7 separate regions of the Mus musculus genome follow, and regions 2, 3, 4, 5, 6 and 7 are each linked to region 1. The links are chromatin contacts, called in public HiCAR-type, HiChIP or PLAC-seq and promoter capture Hi-C maps. All regions are on one chromosome and are shown on one strand. The core of a region is the stretch at or near the end of the contact, and the rest is flanking DNA. Distances in the headings are between cores, read along the strand shown. Region 1 holds the start of Fam168b (family with sequence similarity 168, member B). Region 2 overlaps Uggt1 (UDP-glucose glycoprotein glucosyltransferase 1). Region 3 has its middle 6.6 kb from the start of Gm33280. Region 4 holds the start of Hs6st1 (heparan sulfate 6-O-sulfotransferase 1). Region 5 holds the start of Uggt1 (UDP-glucose glycoprotein glucosyltransferase 1). Region 6 overlaps Uggt1 (UDP-glucose glycoprotein glucosyltransferase 1). Region 7 holds the start of Neurl3 (neuralized E3 ubiquitin protein ligase 3).

What was found. Promoter capture Hi-C pulls out the DNA fragments that hold promoters and counts their contacts. HiCAR-type assays count read pairs that join an accessible place to other places. HiChIP or PLAC-seq counts read pairs in DNA pulled down with a chosen protein or histone mark.
Region 2: a contact with region 1 is called in an H3K27ac HiChIP or PLAC-seq map of T-cell acute lymphoblastic leukemia, with 5 times the contacts expected there. The contact joins the enhancer-like site here to the promoter of Fam168b in region 1. A contact is called at or near these places in 3 of 39 promoter capture datasets (cranial neural crest, frontonasal cranial neural crest and hippocampal neurons), 6 of 115 datasets of contacts at active chromatin or transcription factors (T-cell acute lymphoblastic leukemia, acute myeloid leukemia, astrocytes and 3 more) and 1 of 9 other capture datasets (embryonic stem cells).
Region 3: an H3K27ac HiChIP or PLAC-seq map of extraembryonic endoderm stem cells shows a contact between it and region 1, with 19 times the contacts expected there. The contact joins the enhancer-like site here to the promoter of Fam168b in region 1. A contact is called at or near these places in 11 of 39 promoter capture datasets (the 3T3-L1 cell line, the C10 cell line, cranial neural crest and 7 more), 10 of 115 datasets of contacts at active chromatin or transcription factors (the 230-238 cell line, differentiating embryonic stem cells, embryonic forebrain and 7 more) and 1 of 9 other capture datasets (macrophages).
Region 4: a HiCAR-type map of astrocytes shows a contact between it and region 1, with 9 times the contacts expected there. The contact joins the promoter of Hs6st1 here to the promoter of Fam168b in region 1. A contact is called at or near these places in 14 of 39 promoter capture datasets (the 3T3-L1 cell line, 3T3-L1-derived adipocytes, the C10 cell line and 10 more), 6 of 484 Hi-C or Micro-C datasets (B cells, embryonic stem cells, muscle stem cells and 2 more), 20 of 115 datasets of contacts at active chromatin or transcription factors (the NIH/3T3 cell line, astrocytes, cardiomyocytes and 13 more) and 3 of 9 other capture datasets (adipose tissue, liver and pancreatic islet).
Region 5: a promoter capture Hi-C map of 3T3-L1-derived adipocytes shows a contact between it and region 1, with 11 times the contacts expected there. The contact joins the promoter of Uggt1 here to the promoter of Fam168b in region 1. A contact is called at or near these places in 15 of 39 promoter capture datasets (the 3T3-L1 cell line, 3T3-L1-derived adipocytes, the C10 cell line and 10 more), 1 of 484 Hi-C or Micro-C datasets (erythroblasts), 11 of 115 datasets of contacts at active chromatin or transcription factors (the NIH/3T3 cell line, astrocytes, embryonic forebrain and 8 more) and 2 of 9 other capture datasets (adipose tissue and liver).
Region 6: a FOXA1 HiChIP or PLAC-seq map of pancreatic cancer cells shows a contact between it and region 1. The contact joins the enhancer-like site here to the promoter of Fam168b in region 1. A contact is called at or near these places in 1 of 39 promoter capture datasets (cranial neural crest) and 4 of 115 datasets of contacts at active chromatin or transcription factors (embryonic forebrain, forebrain, pancreatic cancer cells and 1 more).
Region 7: a promoter capture Hi-C map of pre-B cells shows a contact between it and region 1. The contact joins the promoter of Neurl3 here to the promoter of Fam168b in region 1. A contact is called at or near these places in 12 of 39 promoter capture datasets (the C10 cell line, the HPC-7 cell line, HPC-7-derived erythroid cells and 7 more), 1 of 484 Hi-C or Micro-C datasets (erythroblasts), 14 of 115 datasets of contacts at active chromatin or transcription factors (T-cell acute lymphoblastic leukemia, acute myeloid leukemia, embryonic forebrain and 10 more) and 2 of 9 other capture datasets (adipose tissue and liver).

Annotation. Positions count from the first base shown.
Region 1 is chr1:34,841,638-34,844,337 of GRCm38.p6, forward strand. Fam168b (family with sequence similarity 168, member B) reads right to left here and starts at 1,413. Exons shown (of 7, transcript NM_174997.2): 1 at 1,191-1,413.
Region 2 is chr1:36,159,172-36,162,055 of GRCm38.p6, forward strand. It overlaps Uggt1 (UDP-glucose glycoprotein glucosyltransferase 1), which reads right to left. Exons shown (of 41, transcript NM_198899.2): 31 at 2,505-2,590; 32 at 771-855. Among named protein-coding and RNA genes, the nearest start is that of Mir6897, 16 kb to the left of the region's middle. Within about 2 kb of position 1,265, at least 87 of the 459 cell types and tissues checked have an H3K27ac peak or open chromatin away from gene starts, as enhancers often do. A contact at or near this core is called in T-cell acute lymphoblastic leukemia, where this site is marked.
Region 3 is chr1:36,123,998-36,126,726 of GRCm38.p6, forward strand. No RefSeq gene overlaps it. Among named protein-coding and RNA genes, the nearest start is that of Gm33280, 6.6 kb to the right of the region's middle. Within about 2 kb of position 1,289, at least 13 of the 459 cell types and tissues checked have an H3K27ac peak or open chromatin away from gene starts, as enhancers often do. A contact at or near this core is called in extraembryonic endoderm stem cells, macrophages and pancreatic cancer cells, where this site is marked.
Region 4 is chr1:36,067,126-36,070,147 of GRCm38.p6, forward strand. Hs6st1 (heparan sulfate 6-O-sulfotransferase 1) reads left to right here and starts at 1,275. Exons shown (of 2, transcript NM_015818.2): 1 at 1,275-2,059. The coding sequence starts at 1,533.
Region 5 is chr1:36,242,778-36,245,733 of GRCm38.p6, forward strand. Uggt1 (UDP-glucose glycoprotein glucosyltransferase 1) reads right to left here and starts at 1,525. Exons shown (of 41, transcript NM_198899.2): 1 at 1,293-1,525. The coding sequence starts at 1,350. Gm39625 (a long non-coding RNA gene) reads left to right here and starts at 1,532. Exons shown (of 2, transcript XR_865343.3): 1 at 1,532-1,706.
Region 6 is chr1:36,198,857-36,201,841 of GRCm38.p6, forward strand. Uggt1 (UDP-glucose glycoprotein glucosyltransferase 1) reads right to left here. Exons shown (of 41, transcript NM_198899.2): 11 at 2,849-2,909. Among named protein-coding and RNA genes, the nearest start is that of Uggt1, 44 kb to the right of the region's middle. Within about 2 kb of position 1,680, at least 31 of the 459 cell types and tissues checked have an H3K27ac peak or open chromatin away from gene starts, as enhancers often do. A contact at or near this core is called in pancreatic cancer cells, where this site is marked.
Region 7 is chr1:36,272,171-36,274,964 of GRCm38.p6, forward strand. It overlaps Neurl3 (neuralized E3 ubiquitin protein ligase 3), which reads right to left and starts at 1,255. Exons shown (of 4, transcript NM_153408.2): 1 at 1,168-1,255. The coding sequence starts at 1,195.

The DNA of each region.
Region 1 (2,700 bases), core at 163-2,662:
AAGACAACTCCCTTAAACCATAGGACCTTCGAAAATTATTTTTAACATGCATTTTTTTTCTTCTTCTTCTCATCTCTGTCTAACATTAAAATGGACAGAAAGGCAGGTGTAGAGCTAGCCCAAACCAATCTGAGACTGGAGAAAAGTCCAGTAACAGCAGCCAGCGGTTTCCTCCTCCTTCCTGGGTTCCAGGCACTGGCCTTATACAGACGGTCACTTCCACCCTTAGGGGCAGGAGGTCAGGAGAAGGGCAATTCTATCAACCGCTTCTCAACACCTCCTAGGTGAATGCAGAGACAAGCAACTCAAAACCCTGAAGCCCCCGCCTACTAGACCTTAACTTTCATTTGGTTCTGGTTACAATTAATTTTAACACCCGTAAAGCTTTTCTCACATGTCAAAACATTCCAAAAATGCTGCACGAGTAAACTACAGACACTACCGAAAAAAAAAAAATGAGCCAGCTTTATACAAAGACTAAAGAAAGCAAGCCCTTCAACGATTTCCACCACAGTAGCTTCGGCATTAGGAAAGGTGGCCTAGATTTCTCAAATCTTGGCTGTCAAAGGGAAAACCACTCATTAGCCTTTGACCTACCGAAGTTTTAAAGGCCGTCCTAATTACTTGCACCAGAACTACTCTAATTTAAAATCTTGTCATACTACAGAAAATCATCTCATCTTACACAAGGCGAAGTGGAGAGTTTAAGGCATAGGAACTGCCCAAACCTTTTTTTCTTTTTTTAAATTTTTTTTAAATGTAAGGTGTGTATGCGCACATGTGAACCTTTTCACTAGCAAACCTCCTTGCACGCAGAACACTCCAAGATGTTTACGTGAGTGCTTAAAACAATCAGCTCAGACAATGCAGGAGATACCACGAGAGAGAACACCCAGCCGAGGACGCGCTGGCAGGTCGTCCTTCTCTTTTTTCAGATGAACCTGGGCCACGGCCCGGAACGTCCTTCCTTTGCTAAGGTACCCTCCGAAGCCCACGTTTTCCAGCGAGAGGGGGATCGCCGGGTCTGCGGCGGCCCCGCGACCTTCCCGCCCCGCCCCCCGGCCCGCCGCGGACAAAGCGGCGCCCCTGCTCCCCGCGCGGCCCGACCAGGCGCTGCACAAAGCGCCGCACTTCCGGCCCGCGCCCGCCCGCCCGCCCCGAGCTGCCGCCCCCATGCTTCCCGTACTCACGGTGGCCTGAGCCTCCGGGACCGGCGCGCGCCGGCCCGAGCCGGCACGGCGTGGGGCTCGGCGACGGGCAGTGCCCAGACGACGCTCGGTTGCGGCCGACCGCTAGGCCCGCGCTGCCTCCCGCCCGCCCGCCAGCCTCGCCGCGGCCCCCGCTCCCGCCGACGCTGCGCAGACACCGCAGCCCACGACCTCACTTCCGCCCGCCGCGCGCCAGCCGGGGGCGCGCCGGGCACGTGACGCAGCTGCGCGCGCGCGCCCCGAGAGGCTTGCGCGAGATGCCCGGATGCTAGGACGCGCGCCTAGACTGCGAGCCTCCGCTCAAGCTCCGGCTAAAACCGGGCTGCAAACATCCTTGTAGAAAGTAGTTATGGCCCGTTGTAAGCATTTCCCCTGTTTTGTCCTTGTTTGGTTTTGGACCAGGATGGCCTTGAATTTACAGCTCTTCCTGCATCTACCTCTAGAGTACTGGCCTTAAAGCGACAGCCACCGAGCACAGTCCTAAGATTTTATTTTTAATATGCGTGTAAGTGTGTAGCTGTGTGTGGGGTTGTTCACAAGAGTGCTGGCATGTGATCCTCTCTAGCTGGAGTTACAGGGGATTTCTAGCTTTCCTACGTGCGGTGGTGATGGAAACTTCTCTGAGCCATCTCTGGGATTCCCCACCCCCCTTTAAAAAGATGTATTCGTTTTGTGTGTGAGTGTTTCGCCTGCAAGAATGTGTGTTCACTGCCAAGTACCTGCTTAACGCCTACAGAGGTCAGAAGAGGGAGTTACAGATGTTTATGAACCATTCTGTGAATTGAACCCAGGTGCTCTATAAGAGCAAGCAGCAAACATAGCCTTTAACCCCAACATTTGGGACGCAGAGGCAGGGGGATCTCTAAGTTAGAGGCCAACTTGGTCTAAGGATTGATATCAGCCAAGGCTATGCAGAAAAATTCTGTCTAGAGAAGAAAAATAATCACTGAGGCATCTCTCCACCCTCTTTTCTTTTTGATCTTTCAGTTCCAAGGCCACCAAAAAGATTTTTACCCCGGTAAGCTTGCATCTGTCACAGAGCTAAGAAATAACAAGCACTTAGAGCAAGCCCCAAACCACACTGGCTTCACAAAACAGAAAAGTCAACATCAAGTATGCATGCTAGGAAATGTTTGGGAATAGAGAATAGTAAAAAAGGGGCAGTTAAGCTTCCTATCAGATATGAAAGCATATTTAAAGGCTGCAGCCGATAAGCTCACTAGTGCACAAATAATGAACCAATGGAATGTAATGGGAAATCCAGAAGTATACTAAAACAATTGGGAGAAGTTGACATCTAATAAAATATTTCATATCACTAGGTGCTATTATTTGGATCTTAAAGGTTCAAAAAAAAAATCTACATGTTGATGTCTTGGCTGCTAGCCTGAGAGCTGACACTGTGTATGCTACACAGACTCAGAGATTTGCCTGCCTCTGCCCTTAAGTGCTGGGATTAAGGACATGTGCCACCATGCCTGGCTTTTCCCAC
Region 2 (2,884 bases), core at 15-2,514, 1.3 Mb after region 1:
GCCAGGTGCAATGCCTTTAATCCTGATACTTGGGAGGCAGTCAAACATATCTGTGAGTTCGAGGCCAACCTGGTCTACATAGCAAGTCCCAGGTCAATCAGGGCTTCAGGGCTAAATAGTGAGACCCTGTCTCAATCAGAATGGAGAGGGGAGTACACAAAGTCTCTGTGGGGACATTTTGCACAAAATGGGACTCTGAGATTACCAAAAGTGACAATCTGTTGGCTGAAGAAAGCTAGAATCTTATCTTCACTAAGACATTTTTCTTAAGCAGCATCCCTAGAACTATTAAAACAAACAACAACAAAATCCAAAAGCCAACCAACCAACCAAAAGCCACTTCCAAATGGAATACCAAAATGACTTCCAAATGCAGCAGTCCTACTTCATCTAATGGAGACATTCCAAGCCCCTACTGGATGCATGAACTCTAAGAGTAGAGAACCCTGTATACATATTACAGCTTTGTTCACTCTATTTGTACTAATGCTTAATTGGTAAGTTAGGCAAGGTAAAAATCACAACAGTAATTAACACAAAACAGAACATTAAAACAGTGTCTTAATGAACTACCGCGAGAGGGCTCTCCTAGCACGGTCACAAGTGTTAGTACCTCCGACAGCGGCTGCCACGGGGGGACTGCTGTCTGTTCCCTGACAGTGGCTGGCCACGGCCACAGGGGGGGACTGCTGTCTGTTCCCTGACAGTGGCTGGCCACGGCCACAGGGGGGGACTGCTGTCTGTTCCCTGACAAAGCCGAGCAGACTCACCTTCACTTTGATGATCTTGCTCTTGAAGTTATTGAGGATGACAACAACGTCGTTTGCATCAGGAGGGGAATCTGTACCATCATGGCTTAGAGACAAGTAAGACAGAGAAAGAAATCACAATCCCAAAATGCGGTAAATACTCAGACAACAAGATGGGCTGTGCTTGCCCATCTTCATTGTAGAAACACTTTTTAAAACCAACAGTTTCCTCACAGTCTGAAAGAAACACCTTTACAGGACAAAGAAGTGTTCCTGGAAATCTCCATCTCTAGGCTAGGGACGTGAGCTGACTTCCTTCCTACAGCAGGCAAACATCAATGGGCTCTCAGGCAGGACAAGCACTGGTCAGATCATGACAAAGCTTGTCCGCTCACAGTCTGCACACTCAGGCCCATCCCTGGAGCCGCTTCTGCTGTTTAACTCTTGGCAGAGTGTGGTGACTCACACCTGTAACCCCAACAGGAAGCAGCAGGGAGATCAACTGCGATCAAAGCCAGCCTAGGCTACAGTGTGAGAGGCGGCACAACCAGCCAAGTTTAGAGCACAGACTCAATTCTGTGTCTGGTAGGAAGCCCACAGTGCAGCCGCTCTGGTCCGAGGCCCACAAGGCAGAGCAGGACGACTGTGAGTACTCGCTTCCTCCTCATCTCACTCTCCAGGCAGCAATGTGAGGAAGCCACTGCATGTGCTGTCACTCAGCAGGCAGCAAAAGGAGAGGAGAAAGCTGGCGCACAGAAGATTCCAGAATCACAGGCTGTCCATTTGGGAAGCCTCGGAAGACAGGAACCCTAGACAGCAGAGAGGACGGCACCACAGCCCCAGGCAAGGAAGAAGATGGACAGGGCCCATAGAAGAAACATTCTGTGAAGCCTTCTTGGGAAAATAACTGAATCAGGGAAAAGCCTACTATTTACAATAAGGACATTACTATAGCACAAAATTCTAAGTTATTGAATAAGAAATCTGCACAAGCTAGGTATGGAGGCACACGCCTGAGGTCTCAGCTACAGGAGACTAAGGCAGAAGACTCACTTGAGTCCAGTTCAAGCGTGGGTGAGAGAAAAACCAAAACCAAACCCACTAAACCACACTGCTTCTCCATGTCAAGTAAAAGGCCATGAAGCCAAAGCAAATACACACATTAGGCTGTTCACAGAAACCATAATGAAAACCATTCCCTACACAAACTGGCACAGAACTAAGGACGAGTTTAAACTGTGTTAAACAGGATAGAGACCACATTTTTAAAATGGTGTTCTGGGGTTCGTTTGAACTTTAAGACAATTCCTGTCACTGACAGGCTGGTGTAGGAGTACGCCTACACAACTGCAGCCCAGGGACCAGGACCGACAGTCAGACTACACAGTCAAAGCTCATGTGTTCTGTGCATGTACAAAACAGCCGGGGTCATGATAAACACCTCCCATCAGCGTACTGAACAGGACCGACCCTGCTGTTTCCAGTCAGCTCTCATCAAGTGGTCAGAGCTCCTGCCTGCTATCTGCATCCTTCTGATAAGAGCTGACAGGGAAAGCAATGGAGAACAGACCTCGCTCTGATCAGCACTTAGACCCCTTGCTAACCAACCCATCCCCTACAACTTCTCCCACACTTACTCTTCTGAGAAGCTTGGCTTTATCATGAACTCGACTATAACGCACGATGCCTGGGGTAAGCCCAGATAATGCGCAATTAAAGCTCAGTCTCTACAATGAAGCCGTCTCCTTGTCCTACCTGTAGATCCTATAAATGTCATCTGAGCGCCCCTTCCTCAGTCTCAGAATCCAGGCTCCCGGATTGGCTTTGAGCTGAAAATATCCCTAGGACACAAACAGAGTACAGGCTCAGGTCTCTTTACATTTAAATGTTTCTAATGAATGCTTACATTTTCATTTACATGCAGATCATGTATGTGTATATGACAGCCTATCTACCCCATCCCCTCTCATGAACTAGGTACTGAACTCAGGGTCTTATTACCATGATAATTAAAGAAAGTTTAAAAGATAATTAACAAACCAGAGGTAAGTAAAACAAACCAAACCAAAAAACTACCAACCAATAAGCTAAGAGGCAAAGAGCCTCAGCAGGGCAGTGCAGTGGCGCCTGCAGTG
Region 3 (2,729 bases), core at 39-2,538, 1.3 Mb after region 1:
GGGGGTGTTGCAAAACGATGTTTTCTTGAAGTAAGTCATCCTGGCTCAGCTAATCATTTTTTATTTTAATTTTTTTGTTGTTTATTTATTGTCTGCCTGTAGATCTATCGGTTACTTTTCTATTGCTTCGAAGAGACACCATGAGCAAGACAATTTATGAAAGAAAATGTTTATTGCGGGCTCTCGAGTCCAGAGGGCTAGAGTCCGTGAGCATCCTGGCCAGGGAGCATAGCAGCAGGCAGGCACGGGTGGCACAGGATCAGCAGGCAGGCGTGGTGCAGAAGCAGCAGGCAGGCAAGGGTGGTGCAGGAGCAGCAGGCAGGCATGGGGCAAGAGCAGCAGGCACGCAGGCAAGCATGGTGCAGAGGCAGCAGGCAGGCAAGCATGGTGGAGGAGCAGCAGGCAGGCAAGGGTGGTGCAGGAGCAGCAGGCAGGCAAGCATGGTGCAGGGGCAGCAGGCAGGCAAGGGTGGCTCAGGAGCAGCAGGCAGGCAGGCATGGCGCAGGGGCAGCAGGCAGGCAGGCATGGCGCAAGAGCAGCAGGCAGGCAGGCAGGCATGGCTCAGGAGCAGCAGGCAGGCAGGCAGGCATGGCTCAGGAGCAGTAGCTGAGAGCTTGTGTCCTGACCCACAGGGACACAACAGAGAGAACTATCTGGAATAGTATGGGCATTTTGAAACCATAAAGCCCACTCCCACTGACAAACCAGCTCCAACATGGCCACGCCTCCCAATCCTTCCCAAACAGTTCCACCAACTGGGGACAAAGCATTCAAATAGACGAGCTTCTGGAGGCCACTCTAATTTAAGCCACGACAGCATGGTGTTTGTCTGCATGTTTATTTAAGAGCCATATATATACCTGATGTCCCAAGAAGAAGAGGTCAGATTGTTGCTGGACTTGGGATTTCCATGGGGTGAACTGTCTGCACAGGTGTCCAGGTTCTTCCCCAAAATGAGCAAAGAATTGAATGGCCAGAGACCAAAAGGAAAGACTCAGAAGGAGGTTTTATGGAGGAAGGAAGCAAAGAGCGAAAGCACCCTGTTGGGAAGAGGGGGTCCTCAGAGCTGGAGGACTTCCAAGTGGTGTCCCACTAGTCCTTTTGTGCAGCCTCCAGACCTTTCTCCTCTTTGACTCTCTTTCTTATATGTTATTTCCTCTGTGCAAACTGAAAATTCCCTTCAAACAGCATTGTTTGTCCAAAATAGTCAGAGAAACATGACTCATTGTGCACAGAACGGCCTTGATTTGATAGATGGCCCCGGCTGATGGACGGCCTTGTTAGTTAAGCTCTTTCAGAGATTGTGTGGGAAAGTCACCTCCTTCCCGGTGGGAACGGTATTCTCTTCCAGATGAATGTTATCCTTTTTTCCTCTGCCCTTTTCCTGACCCCCTCACAGGCTCCGCTTGGGACTGGAGTTACTCGAGAGTGGTGAGCCTACAGTGGGTGCTGGAAAATAAACCTGAGTCCTCTAGAAAAACAGCTCTTACCTCGGAGTCTTCTCCCTAGCCCTCAGCTAAGCTTTCTATGGAAAAGGCAGTAAGTTTCTCACAAGGGGAGTCTCCTGGCTCTACCCCCACCTTCCTGTAGAAGCACGCATGTCACCAGGCCTGGCTATACCAGGTTCTGGGGATCCAAACTTGTGTCGTCCTCCACCCCAGCCCTCTTCTGTGGTTTTAACTGAGTGCCTTGTCCCAGTCTTTGGTTTGTCCTTTTACTCTCTTAAAGAAAAGTTTCTGATTTTCATAAAGTCTACATTGTCAGAATTTGATCCCCCACCCCAAGGACATGGAAACCCATGCAGGTTCAACCTGACACCTGTAGGAAGGTTCCTTAAAAAGGACAAAGTGTGCTCTTCAGTCCCCTTTCCTCTGTCCTGTTGCTGGCAGTACATGTAATGGCTGGAACACTAGCATCAATGTTAAGCAACAAGTTAGTCTAGGGCACAAAAACCTACAAGATTACAAGAGCCTGAGATGCCATGAGGACACAATACTGTCCCTGACTTACACACATCCAGGCAGAAGGACACTTTCAGGGCTTAGCTCTTCATGACATAGCTGTCACACACACACACACACACACACACACACACACAATCCAAGCCAGGTGTGGTGGCACATACCTTTGATCCTAGCCCTTGGGAGACAGAAGCAGGCAGATCTCTGTGAGTTTCAGGTAGCCTCATGCACAAAGTGAGTTTCAAGACAGCCAGGGTTGTTACACAGAGAAATCTTGTTTCTAAATTAGTAAATAAAACTAAAAAGGGATCTAGCCCAAAGGAAAGTATGAGAGCAAGATACATCCTTTAAGGCTCATCCCGTGACTTATTTCCTCTACCAGAGCTCAACTGCCTGAAACCCCATGCAATTCTGAACACAGCAGTGGGTGGATTGTACTGGCTAGTTTTGTGTCAACTTGATATAAGCTGGAGTTATCACAGAGAAAGGAGCTTCAGTTGAGGAAATGACTCCATGAGATCAGCTGTAAGGCTTTTTCTCAATTAGTGATCAAGGGGGAAAGGCCCCTTGTGGGTGGTGCCATCTCTGGGCTGGTAGTCTTGGATTCTATAAGAGAGCAGGCTGAGCAAGCCAGGGAAAGCAAGCCAGTAAAGAACATCTCTCCATGGCCTCTGCATCAGCTCCTGCTTCCTGACTTGTTTGAGTTCCAGTCCTGACATCCTTTGGTGATGAACAGCAATGTGGAAAGTATAAGCTGAATAAACCATT
Region 4 (3,022 bases), core at 25-2,524, 1.2 Mb after region 1:
TACAGGCATGCACCACCACTGCCCAGCTGCTCTTTTTTTTCAAGTCTTTTTTTTTTTTTTTTAACTTGCAGTCAATGCTTTGGACCACTATTGCCACCCCCTCCCCTTCTCTCCACTTTTTGACCCACCCCTTAGCAGGACAGATCCAGGGCACTACCCAGGGGTACTTGCTGTGGGCACCTGAGCCTGGCCTGGCAGTGGGAGCACCTCCCAGAGGCCACTCTGGCCTGAATCCAAACACCCAAGCCCCTCCCAGCTACCCTAGGCTGTGGAACTCTGCACAGGTCATTTCACTCCCCACCTCCAGTTGTTCTGGCCGCCTAAGTATAGCTAGGGGCCCAGTACAGAGTACAACATGGGCGACGGGACCTTCCACATGTTATAGGCTGCATAGATTACTACTAGAGCCTCCAACTTGCAGCCTAGGGCCCAGGCGACCCTCCACTACAGGCAGAGCACCAATCAAGGCTGCAGATACTGCTGCCAATGTAAAAAAAAAAAAAATCACGAAGGTTGGAATTTTAATTTTTTTCTAATGTTGGTTCACTATTTTGTTTGTTTGTTTGTTTGTTTGAGTATGACCAGGATCAAAACAGGGCACACTGGGCGAGAGGGACAAATAAAGCTTGTCCTCTGGTCTCTGCACACATTTCGGTTTATCTTCAACTGAGGGCTTTGGGTCATTGTCCCAGTGCCTCCAGGGGACTGGTGATATCCACGTAAGAGCCGGATCCATGCCCTTAACGTCTCTCTTCCTTCCCCACCCTTACTGGTAGTCCTAAACCACCTGGTGGTCCCGACTCCCAGCGCTCTCGAACTTGGAACTTCCTATCCTTCAATGTGAAGGTCAAAGCCTCCGTATTCCCGTGGGAGACAGAGAGCGCAGGTAACACAAACTACCATAACCAGAGAAGGTGAAAAAACTCGGGCTCCCAAACCCAGGACCAATGCCCAAAAGAGCCACCCACTCGTAGGCTCGGGACAACCCAGTCGCCACCCACAGGTCTGCGAGCTGGATCCAATGCCCTTTCCGTAGCGACCGGCGTTGACAGTGTGAGAGACACGCGACCCGTCGCCCAGCTCTGGCCTGTGCCTGGGCCTCCTCCGGCCCCGCCCCTCCCCCAGGGCGCTCCAGAGGCGGAGCGGAGGATCGGAGCGGGCGGCGACAGCAAGAGGCGCCGCGAGGGCGGGCCAGGGGCGGGCCGGGGCGGAGCCGCGACGAACTGCGGAGACGCGGCGGCGCACGGGGCGGTGCAGAGCGTTCTCGGCGCTGAGCTTTGCGGGCGGGTGCGGGCGCGCGCGGCTGCGGGGCGCTGTGGCGGGGGCCGGGCTGTACGCTAGCCGAGCCGGGATCGGGGCGGGGAGCAGCCACGGCGCCGCCGAGGCCCGGGGCCCGCGACGCTGCGCACAGCCTGGGCGCCGAGTAGCCGGGCCGGGCCGGAGCGCGGGCGGCGGTGGCGGCGGCGGTGGCGGAGCAGCTGCGCCCCCCGCCCTCCCAGGCCCGGCGCCCGGGCCGCTGGCGATGGTGACACATGCGGCGGCGGCGCGCCGGCGGCAGGACCATGGTTGAGCGCGCCAGCAAGTTCGTGCTGGTGGTGGCGGGCTCGGCGTGCTTCATGCTCATCCTTTACCAGTACGCGGGCCCGGGGCTGAGTCTGGGCGCGCCCGGTGGCCGCGTGCCCCCCGACGACCTGGATCTCTTCCCCACGCCGGACCCACATTACGAGAAAAAGTACTACTTCCCGGTGCGCGAGCTGGAGCGCTCGCTGCGCTTCGACATGAAGGGCGACGACGTGATCGTCTTCCTGCACATCCAGAAGACCGGCGGCACCACCTTCGGCCGCCACCTAGTGCAGAACGTGCGCCTCGAGGTGCCCTGCGACTGTCGCCCGGGCCAGAAGAAGTGCACCTGCTATCGGCCCAATCGCCGCGAGACCTGGCTCTTCTCTCGCTTCTCCACGGGCTGGAGCTGCGGGCTGCACGCTGACTGGACCGAACTCACCAACTGTGTGCCCGGTGTGCTAGACCGCCGCGACCCAGCAGGTCTGCGTTCGCCCAGGTGAGCGCCCGCTGCGGGAAAGTGTGATGGCGGGGGGGGGGGGGGGTACCCCTAAGCCCCGGGCCAGATCTGCCCTCTCCTCTCTTGGGGCCCCTTCCAGTCTGCGGGATCCCAGGATTCCCATCTCATCCTTCCCTACACCTGCCACTCCTGACCTCTGATCCCTCTTTTCACCCTCTGTTCCGTGCCTCTCCTCGCCACTGGCCTGTCTGCGCAGTGCCCAGACTTCCTCCTGGGTCACTGCCCGCTGCTCTCTGTCCACCCTACCTGCTATGCACTGCGGGCTAGCCTGAGAGATAAACCTCGGGGACTAGAGGTCCAGGCTTGGCTCTAGAGGCAGAAAAACAGGTGTGTCTCTGTGTGCATGTGTAGCCCGTACCCGTCTAGTACTAAAAGTGGAGCAAGAGAAATGCGGTTCCTCTTCCTGTGCACCTGTGGTATCTCCAGGCCCTCCGGTGCCTGCCAGCCTGGGGAGGAGCTGCCAGGAAAGGGGTGGGCTCTGCCTGCCGGTGTGTGCAGGTAGAACAAAGGCCCGTGTGACCCAGACTGAAGTCGGAGAGAAGGCAGCACTACCTGGCCTCCCCAGCCACAGAAGTGGAACAAAAGCCTCCAGTTGAGGACTGACTTCCCTAGAAATCTATCCACCGGCCAGGTTAGGGATAGCTGAGACCGTCAAAGCTACTTGTAAAGCCAGGGACCTCCCAGCAAGGCCCATCACTCTCCTCCTTGTCTGGGGATGTGAGTGAGGGCCAGCCCCTCTGAAAGCACTTTGTAAAGTTGAGATTGTAGCCCTGTTTCTGTTGGTGCCCAGTGATCCTCCTGGGATTACCTTCTTCCTAACCCGCCCCACCCCACCCCAGGAATTAGGGCTTCTAGCCTGCCTTTGTTTCTCTTCCATATTTGCTGTAGGACTGAACTTACAGAGGAGCTAGGAAGTGGGTGTGGACAAATTTTAACTGAAGT
Region 5 (2,956 bases), core at 275-2,774, 1.4 Mb after region 1:
TATTGTTTTACCTCTTTTAATAAAATTTTGGGTCCGGGGAGATGGCTCAATGGATAAAGGCAATAGCTACAAAGCCTGAAAACTTGAATTCAATCCCCAGACCCCCATGGTGGAAGGAGAGAGCCATCCTTTAAAGTTGTCTTCTGGTCTCTACATAACAAATTCATATTCTCTCTCCCACCTCTTGATATAGACAAACAGTCAGACAGAGAGACAGACATTTAATTTGTGTCTCTATATCTAGATCCTCTCTCCCTTTCTCTTCCTCCCTCAAGAAAGCAAAAAAGAAAGTTTTAGCAAGATGGCTCTGTGGGTAAAGGCTCTTGCCATGCAAGCCTGGTGACCTGAGATTGAGCCCTAAAAAGAAAGCCACACAGAGGTGGATGGAGAAAGCTAACTCCACTAAGTTGTCCTGTATACACACAACAAAATCTAAGTAAACAAAATAAAATTTTTTATTTAAGAAAGAAAAGTTTCAGCTAAGTTTACCAAAAACAAGTCAAGTGGAAAGGCTACAATCTGCTCCAGTTTTGTAGTGTTAACTAGCTTTGTAAAATGTCTCCAAGCAGATCTGGTGGTGGCCGGGATTCCAAGGGTAGCCTATGATCCTGAGACCCTACCTCCAAAGGGGTAGGACAAGCAAACAGACATGACTATGTCTTCATGCGTTTGGCAGTGTACAAGGTATTACTAGGAAATAAAGAACTTTATACTACAATAAGCTTGCACGGGCACAGATGTTTCCAAGGCACTGCAAGGGCAAGATCATAGGTCTCAGAACAAACAAAACACTCTCTCCATTTCAAACCTGGCAACAAATGCAGAACAAGAGAGCTTTCAGCCCAGCAGCAAGAAGAGCTCACGATCACAATGTTTTGGAGATGCACAGATCACAAGCTAAAAGTGAAGTGAACCGTCCAATTTCACGCCAAGAGATCTTATCACCCACAGATGCATCACCTGAACTCAGAAACCTATAAAAACGCCAACTCGTTTCTCCAGAATCATGCAAAATGCTGATTCTCAACCTACTTAGGGTCAGACTTGGTCTAAAGTCCTGGGGGCGCTTCCTCCTCCTACACTTCAAACAGGGTCAGGACTGCTGGAGTGAGCCCGCCGCCACTCTGTCCCCAGAAGACCGCTGGGGACGACTTGAGGCGCTCGTGGAGAGAACACTGGAGGGAAAACCGAGTCAGAGTACAAGAGGAAGCCCAAGGTGACTCGGACTCACGGTCGCCTCCCGCGCTGGCCCCTCTCCTGTTCCCGAGGCCTCCCCACGCCACCCAAGGTACCTGTCACCCGCCGCGCAGCCGCGGCATCCGCAGTGTTCGCATCCCCCCGGCTGCACATGCCCGGGCCGCGCTTCGTCCACTCCGGTGTCTGCAACGACGCCTGGGCAGGGCGGAGCAGCGGCGATCGCCGGGGAGGCTGCGCCAGTGAGAAGCCGACACGCGCCTTTCCCGCCGCTCCTCACAAGCCGGTTTCTCAAAGCAATAACCCAGTTGCCAGCTGCCCCTGCACTTCCGCTTCCTAGAGGCGAAGGCAGGACGACTTCCGGCTATCGAGTGCGGCGGGGGTTTGCCAGAGAGTCCCGCAGCGGCCATGAAACCGGCATAAGACCCGCCCCTTCTCTCGGCCCCTCCCCTCTCCTGGTTGAGCCAGCTCGCCTCCTGAATTTAAGATCCTAGAAGACCCAGTTCAAGCAGGTGAGCTTCAAGGCGCAGTCCAACCGCCCCGGCAGATAGTTATTTCAACCTTTTTCTCCCTATTTTTATTATTTATTCCTCTCAAGTTAAATAAACGTACACAAACTCAAGACACAAAAAGCAGAAGAAGCTCATGCTGGGCGTGGTGGCACACACCTTTAATCCCAGCACTCGGGAGGCAGAGGCAAACGGATTTGTGAGTTCGAGGGCAGCCAGGGCTATACAGAGAAACCCTGTCTCGAGAAAAAAAAAAAAAAAAAAAAAGGCAGAAGAATCTCTGTGAGTTCAAGGCCCTATCTCAAAAGGAAGAAAAAGTTATAAATTTGTTTTAGAGTATGTGATGTTGGTTAATGCAGAGATCCATAACTAGTCAAACTGACTGAGACTAAATGATCTCAGCTCTGACTGAAACACCTATATCACCACCTCCAAGACCCAAGCAGCATCAGGGGAAAAGAAAGCAAAAAAGACAAAGGTTCTTGCTGCTAAGCTGGAAACCTAAGCTCAATTCCCAGAATACACCGCAAACGCCAGGCACGGGCTGCGGAGATGACTCAGTAGACAAAGTATTTGCTGCCCAGATGTGAAGACTACAGTTCAGATCTCCAGGACCCCTGTAGAAATTGTAGTAATAGCTACCTGTAATCCCAGTTCTCAGGAGGCAGAGACAATTCCTCTGGCAAAGTGGCTAGCCACACTAGCCAGAATTCTTGAGCTCAAGAATTCTACCTCAATAAATACCGAGTGACTGGGGAAAATACGAAGTGTCAATTGAGCTTGTGTGCAGGCACACACATATATTCATACATACACACACACACAGGCATACATACGTGCATGCACACACACACATACACACACACACACATAACATACTAGCCAAGTAAACACTGGAGGTAGAGACAGGCAGAACTTTGGGTCTTACTGGCCAGCAAGCTACCAGCCAAATGGGTGTGGTTCAGACTAGTGAGAGACACTCTCAGAAAACCAAACTGGACATTGTCCTGAGAAATGACAGCTGAGACTAATCTTTAGCTTGCACACCCATGCACACACATGTGTACCAAATTGGAGACACTGACTTGCACACATGTGTGCCAACCTGGAGACACTCACACAGAGAAGAAAGAGAGAGAACGCAAGCACTGACCGTTACTCCAAATCTTCTCTCCGACTTTTGAAGTGGCACATTTGTCCTCTGAAATCAGTGCTCTGTAGATTTTTTTTATTATTATTATTATTATTATCTG
Region 6 (2,985 bases), core at 430-2,929, 1.4 Mb after region 1:
TTCCTGATTGTGATGCCAATCAAAGCTGAGCTGGCAAGCAACACAAGGGCCCCTTAATAAAGTCGAGGACTGGAAGAAGTACTCTAGACAGTGGTGCAGTACTTTAGACAGTGCAGTGGTGCAGTACTCTAGACAGTGCAGTGGTGCAGTACTCTAGACAGTGCAGCGGTGCAGTACTCTAGACAGTGGTGCAGTACTTTAGACAGTGCAGTGGTGCAGTACTCTAGACAGTGCAGTGGTGCAGTACTCTAGACAGTGCAGCGGTGCAGTACTCTAGACAGTGCAGTGGTGCAGTACTCTAGACAGTGCAGTGATTCAGTTCTCTAGACAGTTCAGTGATACAGTTCTCTAGACAGGACAGAGGTACAGTACACGAGACAGTACAGTGATACAATATTGCTAGACAGTAGAGTGCCGTGCAAAAGGAGTTACCAGATACCAACAACAGAATTTTGGATGAACTCTGAGAACACCTTCACTTTCCAGTACTCAGAGGACTAGGAAAAGGTATACTTCTGAATTCTAGCACTGCATGGGAAAACCAAACAGTGAGAAGCTGTTGTGTCTCATGCTTCACAGACACGGCAGCATCAATCAGAAAACAATATGAGAACACAAAAATATAGAAAACACACATCTACATATACAGCAATGACAAAAGAGGCTATATATCTGAAAGAATAAAGAGGGGGAGGGGGAAGGAAGAGAAAGAAAGATGTAATTATATTATAACCTCAAAAAAAAACATAAAAGGTTTTAAATATGAACTACAACAAAATTTGCTTAAAAACAAAAACAACAAAACCACAGAAATGATGGAAAGCTGAAGCAGCTAAGGACTGGAATTCCAAACCAGGGAAGGGCAGGCAGGCAGAAGCACTAGCCTTCAAGCCAGCTCAAGTCATTTCCCAGAGTGCATGTGAGACACCAGACGTGGCAGTGTACATACATCTGTTAACCCAGCCTACAGCACAACCAGCCTGGAGCATACAGTACAGCGTCAGAAACAAGTAGAGCCTGCCTCAGCAAGGGAAAAGACAAGAATGTCTCCTCAAAGTGTCCTCTGACCTCAATAGTGAGCCATGATATACTTATATGTGCACGCACACACGCACGCACACAGACACACTTAAAATAAAATAGAAAAGAATTGGAATTTTCTCCACAGGACAGTTTCAAATCTGCTCGCTTGGGCCTCTGAGATGGTAAGAAAGACTAATTCTGAGCTTGTACATACAACCCAATGTAGATCAAGATCTGAAACACAGAGGAGATTTCACAGTGAGAAAACTCATCACACTGGATTTAAGATTTCATGCACACTTGTGTTTCATCTTTAAGAATTTTGTGTGCATGTATTTAAGCATTTTTAAATAACATGCTTTACTCAAAAACATTAAAAATCCAAGAAATACCAATATAGCTCACATAAGTTAATATTCTGCCTCCCTGGCATGTGGAACTGTCAGAACATGGACCAAGAATGAATGGAGTCATGTGAGGGAAATTCCAAGTGCTTGTGAGAAAACTCTAAGAAAACAAAACAAGAGTCTTGTGACCTCCGTTCCTTCGAAAATACAGAATTGTCCTTGTTTCTGTGCTCCTCTGAGGTGTGGTGGATAGGGGTGAGTCACGTCAGGCTGCTCAATACAGCTGGCTATTGTTATTTGTTTACTCACCTCTCTAGAAAAACATGGCTTTGCCGCATGTGGTTTGCCCTTAGGACTGGATACTTTACTCTGTGACTCTTCTTAACCCTGAGAGTACAAACTGTCTGACACTCTGAGTAAGGCTGGCTTAGCATGAGACTTTAGTCCACTTCATTTTCAGGCTTTATTCTCCCAGACCCCACCACCCTTAGTGCAGTAAACAGGGGATCGTAAATTCAAAGGTATAGTTAACACTGCTATTCTGGAAAATAAATGTACATGCAATTACTAAATTGAGTGTTTTTATTTGTTTTTTGTTTTTTTGAAACAGAGACTGATGTGCCCCAAGCTGGCTTCAAACTCACTACATAGCCACGAATGGATGGACCAAGAAGTTCCAGTTCTCCTACCTCTACTCTCACACTTGGAGGTTGCAGGTGTAGTTACCACCACCCATGGTGATGTTTTTAATTTAGTAAATATGTGTGAAGTATTTGGTTTCTTTCTTTCTCAAATCTACTTAATTAACTAACGTCCTACCCATAATGAAATCTAGGGGTAAAAGCGGCTAATTGAGGCCAGGTGTGGTGGCGCACGCCTTTAATCTCAGCACTTGGGAGGCAGAGGGAGGTCAATCTCAGGGCCAACCTGATCTACAGAGTTCTAAGACCATCAGGAACACAGAAGCCCTGTCTTGAAAAACCGTAAGTGAATGGATGGATGGATGGATGGATGGATGGATGGATGGATGGATGGATGACGGATGGATGGACAGACAGACAGGTAGATAGATGGATAAGCTGAACACACCCACAGCTCTAGGCCAATGGATGGATTCTGGAACAAAGGGATAGGAGGGAGCAGTGAGCATCCTGGCAGCCTCCAGGAACTACATGTGGGGCTGACAGGAAAGGAGGACAAGAGCCCAGCTTCCACGTGGAATGCACCAAAGGCAGGAACGAAAGGCTTAAAGACTTAGGAGGCCCACACTCCCTGTTGACCGCACCCCCAACCTCCAGTCAGGAGCCTCTCCTAAACAAAATGCTACAAATCTGATAAAAAGTACTGTATGATAATAGTATTACTAAGAGGAATACTACTAAATGCTACGAACTTAATTCAAGTCTCTCCATTTTTTAAAGCTACAGCCCAGGAGTGTCTTCTACAACAGTGGAGTACTTTCTAACAGTCAGCAATACCTTCTGGTTCTCTTCCACTTCCGCTCTAAGCTGCGCGCTCACAGCCGTTTTCGTTATTGCTCTAAAAAAGGATAAAAGTGTGATCAGTGTTTAGCTTAGCATTCCATATAAAGGTCTTCAGTTTTCCTGTTTTTAGA
Region 7 (2,794 bases), core at 5-2,504, 1.4 Mb after region 1:
TGGCCTGGATCTAGACTGCTAGGAAGTTGGGACAGGCCAGCCATGTCTGTAGGGTCATCTCCAGGCCTGGGCAGATGAAGACAAATTATAGTCTCTGCTGCAAGGCTCTGGGGATTTTAGTGATGGATGCTCAGCCACCTGCTCCGTGATGGCCTCCTAACTGCCAGCACCTTCAGCATCAAGGTCTTTGGGATGCCAGGCACCCAGTCAGCCCTTTGCAGAATCCTGTTCTCCCCTCTGCACCCCAGCATGCAGAGCTTGGGGAAGCTCAAGAAAGGTCCCTTCCTGTCCTCCCAGCCCCAAGGAGACTGTGGGCTCAGCTACACAGTTTCAGTCCCTCTCCCTCTCCCACTCCCTCCTCCCTCCTCTCCCTCTCCCACTCCCCCCCCCCCACATCTGTACCTGTTATACCCCATCCCTTTTGGCATTGTTACTGCCCTGCCTTGAATCCAAACACAGCTGCCACAGCAGAGGTGGCTCTGGGCGTGGCCGCCCACTGTGAGCAAGCCTTGGGTGCTTGCCAAGGGCCCTACACAGGGGCACTGATTGGCTTGGGGGGGCAGGTCTAGGGTGCCTGGTCCCCGTCTCTGTTCTAAGGGGTGGCATGCTATTTCCTGCTCACTCACCAGGCCCCTCTGCTAAGGGGACACGTGACCACAGGTACTGGTGTCTCAGAGAAACTTCTTATCTCATTACTATTTAGATATCTACATTTGGAGTCCTAAAGGACAGCAGGGTGGTGGCATAGTCCCAACCTTCAGACGAGAAAAAAACCAAGAGTCCAGGGACAAAAATGACTTGTCCACATTGCCACCGACAATTTGGCAAGGCTGAAATCCCTCGTTTTTCCACCGGCCTCCTAAGCTCTCCCCTTTTCCCCACCCCAGCCTTGATTCTCCCTTATCCAGTTCCTAGATAAAGACTGCTTACAGGTAGTGGGTGGGAAGGAGGGGTGTGTATCTCCGCAGCCATCTTGGACCAGACACCCCGCTTCTGCTGGGTTCCTGGGAAGGCAGGAAGCTCTCGCCCTCGCGCAGCCCAGACCATGGAGAAACCCACTCTAGGAGCCAATGAAGTCTCTGATCTCCCCTTTCCAGACCTCCCACCTGTACTCCATGCAGTCAGGACTCCAGAAGCCAGCTCAAGGCATACGGGAAATCTACTTACTGGCCTCAGGGCTGAGGAGAGAACCCATCAGCCTGAGCTCCTCCTGGGGCACAAGTCCCTGGGTCTGAAGATGTCTGTGAAGGCCAGTGGTCAGGGTTACAAGACTCCGGAAGGTTCCCCTTTTATAGGCTGGAGCTCACGTTACAGAGTTGTTGATTAATTAGATGCTGTCACGCATGACGATATCCGGGACTTTCCCCATGACCTCTCGTGGCTCACAGTGGACTGCTGCTGCAGCAGGCTGGTCTGAGATAAGAAGGGAAGCAGGGGCTGTAACTGTGGCTGCAGCAGACGGTTTTCTGTTTGACTTCTAAGCAGCCCTTGTCTGTGAATTATAATCGCATGTTAGTAAACACCCGTGCCGCCGCCACGCCCTCCCCCACTCTCCCCAACAAAGACTTTGGTGGTCCTGGTCTGGGATGAGATCTGGGCATTGGGAGTTTCAAGAGCATGCAGGAACTTTGATTAGCAGCCGGCATGGTGTCCAACCCCACATAGAGAAGGTGCGCAGCGCTGCTGAAGGTTAACTGATTGAGCTAAATCCTAGGACCTGTGAAGGTGAGGCCGCCCAGTGGCAAGGTTGGTTTGGGGGCTTACAACCCCACCCCCACCCCACCCCCCCTCCCCGCCAGATTAGGTCTTTCTTGAGATTCCAGATCAAAGCCACAATTCTGTGACTTCTGTGGCCCCTTTAAGAAAGGAACGGGGAGGGGGGGGGGCTGGCGAGATGGCTCAGTGGTTAAGAGCGCCGACTGCTCTTCCGAAGGTCCGGAGTTCAAATCCCAGCAACCACATGGTGCCTCACAACCATCTGTAACGAAATCTGATGCCCTCTTCTGGAGTGTCTGAAGACAGCTACAGTGTACTTACATATAATAAATAAATCTTTAAAAAAAAAAAAAGAAAGAAAGGAACAGGAGCACCTGGAAATGACAGTGAGCTAGACAGGACGGGGGGGGCGGGGGGGGGGCGGGGGCGGTTCGACTGAGGAGGGAAATAGAGGGCTGGAGACCCAGGTTGTGTCTGCTGTATTACCTTATGCAGATCCCTTCCTCTTCTTGAGGTCTGATGTTCTGGTTTGGGGACCTTTTCCAGCCAGCATGTGGTGCCTAAGTGAGAAGAAGTGGCCAGGGGAAGGTGAGTGTTATCAGTGTAGCCCTGGTTACCTTAGACATTGCTGTAACCCCTGGACTTTCTTTTTCCGGCCACACCCTTGCTGAGCGCCCTTTGTCACTGCACTAGATGTATAACTTCTGCCAAGACCACAGGTAGCTGCTCTAGAGCCAGTGCCAGTCACCTGGGCCGGAGTCCTGTGGCTTCTAAAGGTTGCAGTTCCCCCGATGCCCCGGCTGGCTCAGTCTAAGAGGTTCAGGCTCCTGGCACCTCCTGGCAGGCACACCAGTCTCTGGACACTTGTGGATGCTCCTCCCTTGCTGGGTTGCTCAGGGCTGGAGCCAAGAGATCCTTGTTGATTAGCCACATCCCCCTAACAGAGGTGTGTGGTGCCCAATCAGGGTGCCTGCTCTGCAGTTTTAGCCTTTCTAGAAAATGACTGGGCTAGCTGCAGACCAGCAGGCAGGTGGTATGGTCCCCAGACAGGACCTGTAGCCTGCTCGGGCTAGCAGCC